2 separate regions of the Mus musculus genome follow, and region 2 is linked to region 1. A link is a contact called in public Hi-C data. All regions are on one chromosome and are shown on one strand. The core of a region is the stretch at or near the end of the contact, and the rest is flanking DNA. Distances in the headings are between cores, read along the strand shown. Region 1 overlaps Atg7 (autophagy related 7). Region 2 holds the start of Tamm41 (TAM41 mitochondrial translocator assembly and maintenance homolog).

Region 1 (3,971 bases), core at 81-2,580:
AAGCACATTAGCATGCTTGTTTAAACCCTAGTCAGTGATTTTTTTCAACCAAGGTAGATTAGCACAATAATCTTGGAGAGTTGATTTCTAAAGGAATTCTTTGTAAGAGTAACTCATTAAGTATCTGTGCTAGATTTTGTCAGCTTTCACAAACTAGAGTCATCTGTAAGCGGGAACCTTAGCTGAGAGATTGCCTCCATCAGACTGACCTATACGTCTGTGTGAGACATTTTCTTGATCAATGGCTGGCATGGGAGGGCACAGCCCACTGTGGGTGTGCCACCTCAGGGCAGGTGGTCCTGCAGTGTATAAGAAACCAGGTCAGGAAAGCCATGAAGAGCAAGCCAGTAAGCATTCCCCATGGCCTCTGGTTCAGTTTCTACCCCGACTTCTCTCTAATGACAGACTGTAACCTGTAAACTGAAATGAGCCCTTTCCTCTCCTGAGTTGGTTTGGGGTCAGTGCAGTATTATAGAAACAGAAAAACAATCTAGGATGGCATATTTCTAAATTCTTCAAAACAAAACAAACATTGGACACATTACTGGGCCCAGACCTCTTTAATATGACTGAGGTAATTACCGATAAGACACTGAGTGCAGAAGTGCCCCCTGATCTCTCATCTTTAGTTCCCTGCCAAGTCAAACGTGCATCCACCTACAAACGTATCCACCTACTCATCAATGTACCTGTCTATCCATCCATGCATCCACCCACTCACTCATATATACACCCATCCTCCCACCCACTCAGCCAACAATGGATGTTTTTATTTAATTCAAGGATAGCCTCAGCCACTGAGCAAGACTTTGTCTTAAAGTAAAAAAAAAAAAAAAAAAAAAGCTTTTCTGTGAAAGACCGCACAATCAATAATCACACACACACACATACACACACTAAAGTTGGTAGACTAAAAATAGTGTGTCTTCTGGTGTGGTTTTACATTTGTCCCTACAAGCAGATATGCAAGGACATTTTGTTAGTGGCACTTCTGCATCTTACTATCTTCTTTCAAGCCACCCTCTGCTAACAAGTCAGGGCTCGATTACCAGTGTGTCTGGCTTAATGGTGTAAACAAGCATATTCACTGAGAGATGAGAGAAGGCCATAATGCAAAGTCCAACAAGACAAGGCAGCTGCACGCTGCTCCAGCATGCCCACCAGTGGCTACCCACTCATACAGAACATGGCACCAGCAGAGCAAAGCCCACTGCCTACAGATATCGCAAGCACACATATCCACTCAGGGGACTGTGCTAAACACATCAGGTCAAGATGACATCTGGTGAGCCTCTGGTGACTCCAAGCTCCTCCCAACCACCCATGACTCACAGGTGAGCAATGGTTTGCCCATCTCCAACCTATCAAGTGTGCCTAGAGCCCCACAGGAATTGTGAGGAACAGGTCTCAGGGCTCCAGAGAATGAGCTTGGTTCAGCTTTTTCCACGACGTAGTTCACTGCCAAGAATGCTACTTTTCCACAAGGAGAAGACTAATGTTGACAGGAGCTCATCTGAGGGGCCATACATTCAGATGTCCACTTCTCTTGAGCAGCCCAGTGCCTAACTCTAAGTGGCTGTGGAAACTTTTGGAATTTTAATGAAAAAAGAGCCCAGTAGGGGTTAGGGAGATGGCTCACTGGGTAAATGCTTGTTGGAGGGCATGAGGGATTGAGTTCAATCCCTAGCACCTACTAAGAACCTAGATGTAGTGGTCTAGGTCTCAAAATATAAAAAACCAAGGTGGAGAGCAATGCAAGACAACTAGATGTTGGCCCTGGCCTCCGCAAGTGCATGCATAGGCACCTGTGCAAATACACACATACTCACAGACACACAGACACACACACACACACACACACACTCGCAGACACACACACATATACACACACACAACACACACACAACACACACACACACTCGCAGACAAACACACACTCGCAGACACACACACACACACATACACACACATACACACACACATACTCGCAGATACACACACATATACACACACATACTCGCGCACACACACACATATACACACACACAACACACACACACACACACACACACACACGGGGTGCAGGGGAAGAGAGACTTCTGGGAGCACTAGAGCAGCAAGTTCTGGGAAGTGGGGATGACGGCAAGCTGAGAAGGAGCCAGCCTCTGGGGGTGTGCAGGTGGCCCCACTAGCTTCCACTTTCCTCCGAACTCACTCAGAGTCTACAGAATCCTCTGGTGTTTTGTACCAACTCCAAATGGTTTAAAAATAATTTGCTAAATATCTTCCTAGAGCCATGGAAACCTGAGGCCTTTATGAACTCTGTCCAGCCATACCTCAAAGGGTAAGCAGGGAGGAAAGTCATGCTCCCTGCTGGCTGGCTTAGCAAGTCAGCCCTCTGCCCATCAGTCCTGTGACATCACAGCTAACTGTGCCATCAGAGGCAGAGTGAGCATCTTCAGCCAGCTGAAAGAATCCTGGTGTTTCCAAACAGATTGTCTCTGCCCAGTCTCTTACTCAGCTACTGTACAGAACCTTAGCTGTGACACTGGGGAAGGGAATCTTGTTAAAGTCTCTATTATTTTGGAATAAAAGAAGTCAAAAATGGGAGGAAAATATCAATCAATATGTTAGTCACCACTTGAAGCATGTAAGGTGGGAAAATAAAACTTTTGCTGTCTTGAGAATTATTGATATTTGTGTAGGTGGATGATGTTAAATAGTGATGAGATCCATGTACAAAACAAATAAGAAGTGAAGAGATGCCCTGCCCGTCAGGCTAGGTGGTAGCTCGCAGGTGGAACCCAGGCAGAGCGTGTGTGAAGGCCTAGGTTTGATCCCCACACTGCAAGAAACAAAACTGAAACCAATACAAAAGCATTGGTTGACTGGGGAGACAGTCAAGCACATCCAGCTACTGAGAAGTGAATTTAACCTGGAGCTGCCCAGTTTCTCCCTGCTCCTAAGAATTCCCCAGCTTCTCTTCGGTTTCCTGAGAAACTAAAGTGTGCAGAACAGAGCCCCTTTGTTCCAAAGCCCTCTGTGTGGGACGACAGCAGAATCCTGAGTCTCCAAATTCAATAGAGTGTGCTCTAGGCCATGGTCCTGATGGTGAAGCTAGGGGACACCTTTAATCCCTATGGATGAAACTTCACACACTTGTCCTTAGCACAGCCCTCTGAGTGGTGAAACACCATCCCCACACCACAAAAGGGCACTGACAAGGCCTCAAACAGGCCAGCGCTCACAAGCACCACACAGGCAGGCCTTGCGCCTCTCTCTGCTTTTTCCATTACTCCACACAACCCTCCAGAAGACTCCCCAAGGAGCTTCATTTGTCTCTGACCAGGCATCAAAGCCATAACTACCGTGGCTGTGCACATGGGCAGGAGTGACTGCTTTATGTGACTGCCAAGCGAGTCTCCCGTGCCTGGGACTCGGACACTGAGCTAGCATCCAGCAGCTCTGCATTCTAGAATATACTGAAGACTTTCTTTACTTCTCCTTCTGGGGTTCACAATTAAGATGTGGGAAAACATACTTCTGTCTTATTCAGAACTCAGAAAGTCACAAATCCCTGGCTGCTGGTGTGCGTCTAATGGACTGTAATCCTGATGCTTAGTGTAGGAAGTCTGGTGATGGCAGCAGCCCTTCTTCAGTACGACGCCATGGTTGGCCGGTGAAGCCCTTCCTCTTGTGCCTGCAGACCACTCCACTTCCACATTAGGAATAAACCACAGACTTTAGATTCTAAAACTGACCCAGAAATGCTCACTAGAATCCAGATGCCCCCTAAATATAATTACAGCTAAATCTTACTGCCCACTGTGGAAGACACAAGTACCCATTTCAAGAATATGCTCCAGAGAGCACAGCTCTGGATGGGCCCAGACAGCAGTGAATTCAGACACTCGCTGCTATCAAATCTTTCCAAACTCAATTTGGGTTTCATATAAATGACTTCCAGTGTT
Region 2 (3,790 bases), core at 1,243-3,742, 230 kb before region 1:
TGACTTCCTTGGTGATGAGCAGCAATGTGGAAATGTAAGCTGAATAAACCCTTTCCTCCCCAACTTGCTTCTTGGTCATGATGTTTGTGCAGGAATAGAAACCCTGACTAAGACAAATTGGTACCAGAAGTGGGGTCTTCCTGTGACAACTTGACCATGTTTTGGGGAGGACTGTGGAAGGACTTTGGAACTTTGGGACAGAAGATCCATTCGGTGTTAAGAGCTCTGTGAGATGTTGTGTAGGAGCTTGGGAGATAATGTTGAGAATAATGCAGAAAATGGAGGTCTGGCTTGTGAAATTTCAGAGGGAAAATTAAAGACTCTTTTCAGGGCCATTGCTATTTTGGATTGTGACAATTCTGTGGTTCTGGTTAGCTGGGGCTGAAGAATCAGCTGTGATTAACAAGATACCAGAACTATTAAGGTGAAAGAAAACTTGGCATTACTGGGACTATTGGTGCTGGTTAGCTGGAGCTAAGAAATTAGCAGTGATTAAGAGGGACCAGCATCATTGAGATGATATCTTCTGGGAAGTGTTTTCTGAAAGCCCAAAGAAGCTGTGTTCCAGAGATAGCCAAAGTTGTACCTCTTGCTGCATCAGGACTTGGTAATGTGTAAGAGTTACCCAGGTAGTACTGGTTTTGAAGGCATGAAGTGGTCATAAAGAGCAGCTGAGGCTTGGCACTGTGAGAGGCCATTGGTGAAGGTGCAGTCTCAGTAGCAATTAATGTCCCAGGACTGAAGGGGTCATGCAAAGGAGTTGAAGCTTAGCACCATGAAGAGAGCCATGAGAGGCTATTGGTGAAGCCTAGTTACAGCAGAAGACAGCAGCATTTTGGAGATGCCAGTACCATGAATGACCACCAAGAACAGTAGCAGCAGTGGAGTACAGACATCTGGAGCCTAGAAGACAAGCTGTGTGCTACAAAGGACAGGGCTGAAGAAGGACTCAAGCCCTTGGAGGAGCCCAGAAGATTGTGAGTTGGATCCCAGACATTGGATAATTTTTGCTTTTGATTGTGACTGTGCCCTGATATTTTTCCCTCTTGAAGGAAGGAAGTATTTTAGTGGATCCCACAGTTAAGAAACTTTTAATTGTAAAAAGAGTTTGGATTTTAAAAGAGATGGATATTTTAAAGAGATTGAAATTTTAAGAATATGTAAAGACGCTCTTAGCGACCGGGACTGCTCTAAGGTCTGCCCCGCGCAGGACAGCAGACAGCGTGTTCTACCATCTTTCCCCAAGCCTCTGAATAAAGTGTTTAAACAAGCCCCCCCCCAAAAAAAAGAATATGTAAAGACTGTGGGACTTTTAAAGTTATTTAGATCTTGGGGATGAATAAGAATGTAAGGGTTGAGGCTTACTAGTGATGTGTTTGTGTATCAGGTTGACAAGGGGTCAATTGTACTGGCTAGTTTTGTGTCAACTTGACACAGCTGGAGTTATCACAGAGAAAGGAGCTTCAGTTGAGGAAATGCCTCCATGAGATCCAACTGTAAGGCATTTTCTCAATTAGTGATCAAGGGGGAAAGGCCCCTTATTGGTCAGACCATCTCTGGGCTGGTAGTCTTGTATTCTATAAGAGAGCAAACTGAGCAAGCCAGGGGAAGCAAGCCAGTAAAGAACATCCCTCCATGGCCTCTGCATCAGCTCCTGCTTTCTGACCTGCTTGAGCTCCAGTCCTGACTTCCTTGGTGATGAGCAGCAATGTGGAAATGTAAGCTGAATAAACCCTTTCCTCCCCAACTTGCTTCTTGGTCATGATGTTTGTGCAGGAATAGAAACCCTGACTAAGACACCATCCCTGAAGGGGCAAGAAGACTTCTCTGACTCTAAAATTGAATGCAAATGTGAGGGAATATTTATACAATATGTTTCCTTTTATGGAACATTTATTTATTATCAGACTTGAAAAAGACCTTTAACATGAAGAAACCACAGTCAGTTTCTAGCAATCACAATCCCCTGGGCCGGCATGTTTTACATTTCTTTTGTTTTTCTAAATCTTCAAATGCTCCTACAACTTGGCACTAGAGGTGATAGCTCCACAAGGTTGTGAATGAGGTAGTTCATGCTTTCATCTTAGCCCTTTGGAGACAGAGGCAGGTGGATGGCTGTGAGTTCGAGGCCAGCTTTGTCTATATAGCAAATTCCAGGGCTGTTGCACAGTGAAACCCTGTCTGAATGCTTTGAGGCCAGCCTGGTCTACAGAGTTAGTCCAGGACAGACAGGGATACACAGAGAAACCCTATCTCAAAAAAAAAAACAAAAAGCAAAAAGAAAATCAATATAAGGATGATTTAATTAATTAAATGGTTTAATAACCATTCGTAGTTTTAGTGCTACAAAGGATTTGCTAGGCTCTATAGCAGGTTGTCACAGGATAGACATGTAATGTGCTCCTCCGCCGGCTAGAGGGCGCTACGGAGCCTCGGCCTCCCCGCAGGTTGCCAGCTGCCCGCTCTGAAGCGCGCGTGCGTGGAGGGGCGGGACCGGGCGGAAGCGCGGTCCGCACGACCGGGAATTGCGAGCACAGGGTCGGCACAGCACCGTCTGTCCCACCGGCGGGCCAGCCCGCCCATGGCGCTGCAGGCGCTGCACAGCTCGGGCGTGGGCCTGCGCAGGATCCTGGCTCACTTCCCGGAGGACCTGAGTTTGGCCTTCGCCTACGGCTCCGCGGTGTATCGCCAGGCAGGACCCAGTGCCCACCAGGAGGTGAGTCGGAGGCCCCCTAGTTCCCCGACCAGTCCCATGCCTGGCACCTGTTCGCCCTCGCCGTTCCTCGCATGCCTTTCATTCCTGCGGAGCCCGGACACGCCAAGAGCCAATTGTTGAAATGTTCATCCTAGCAAAGTGTCCTTCGGTGTGAGCGGAATTTGGATTTCCCTGGTCAGGGTTGGCTGAAGGCTGCCCTCGAACTCACAGTACTGGAATTAAAAGGCTCGTGTTGTCACGCCAGGCAAATCTATATGTTTACATTTACTTAGTGATTATATAGCAAGCGCACCTGTACTTCTGCGCACACTTGAAGGTCACAGGACGACTTGAGGGAGTTGTTTCTCTCCTTGCACCACGTGGGTCGTGGTAGGTTGAACTCAGTTTATCTGGTTTGGCAGCAAGTGCTATTATATGCCGATCCATCACCAGCCTGAGCTGATAGGATAAGTGAGGCATGAGTAGTCTGTCTCCAATCTAAGTTGGGAGTGATGAGGAAGAGGTGGTGGCATTGCAGAGATGTAGTGGGAAGGGGGAAAAAACAAAGTAGCAGGTCCTACTTAAGTGTTTTCAGCCTTTGTCATTGGAGTTTTCCATAGCTTTTTAGCAATACAAAGACTGGTTTTGTCTGCAGGGATTGATTTCATTGGCCTAGGACTTTAGCAGTGTGTAAAACATCCCAGGTGACTAATTGGAAGCTAACTTTGAAAATCCCATCGAAAGATAAGGAGAAAATACGGAATGATCCGTGGGCTTCAGGAAGTTGATGGACTGGGTGTAGGGCCCAGGCAGGTAGCACATTTATTCAGGTCAGCACATTGAACAGGAATCTAGTTAGGATTGAGGCTTGTTACTCCAGAGTACGGAGTCTCAGTCACTGTACAGTAGGGCATCCTGGGTCTAGCTCCTGGCCAGGTCTTTCTTCCAGTTAAAATTCACCTGGTGTTTCTTGAATTTCTTCTACATCCTACCGATTTTCTCTAACAAATGGGAAAGTATGGATCATGGGCATATGAGAAATTGTGAGCTGTCCAGTTACTTCATATAGATTATCATAATTATACATTTTTTTTT

What was found. A called contact is a pair of places that touch in the nucleus more often than the background predicts.
Region 2: a Hi-C map of olfactory sensory neurons shows a contact between it and region 1, with 4 times the contacts expected there. The contact joins the promoter of Tamm41 here to the enhancer-like site in region 1. A contact is called at or near these places in 3 of 39 promoter capture datasets (embryonic stem cells, liver and trophoblast stem cells), 3 of 484 Hi-C or Micro-C datasets (embryonic stem cells and olfactory sensory neurons), 1 of 115 datasets of contacts at active chromatin or transcription factors (double positive thymocytes) and 3 of 9 other capture datasets (adipose tissue, embryonic stem cells and liver).

What each region holds. Positions count from the first base shown.
Region 1 is chr6:114,803,475-114,807,445 of GRCm38.p6, reverse strand. The region is part of intron 18 of Atg7 (autophagy related 7); the gene reads right to left. Among named protein-coding and RNA genes, the nearest start is that of Gm52917, 71 kb to the right of the region's middle. Within about 2 kb of position 1,330, at least 32 of the 459 cell types and tissues checked have an H3K27ac peak or open chromatin away from gene starts, as enhancers often do. A contact at or near this core is called in olfactory sensory neurons, where this site is marked.
Region 2 is chr6:115,036,576-115,040,365 of GRCm38.p6, reverse strand. It overlaps Tamm41 (TAM41 mitochondrial translocator assembly and maintenance homolog), which reads left to right and starts at 2,492. Exons shown (of 8, transcript NM_026894.1): 1 at 2,492-2,716. The coding sequence starts at 2,582.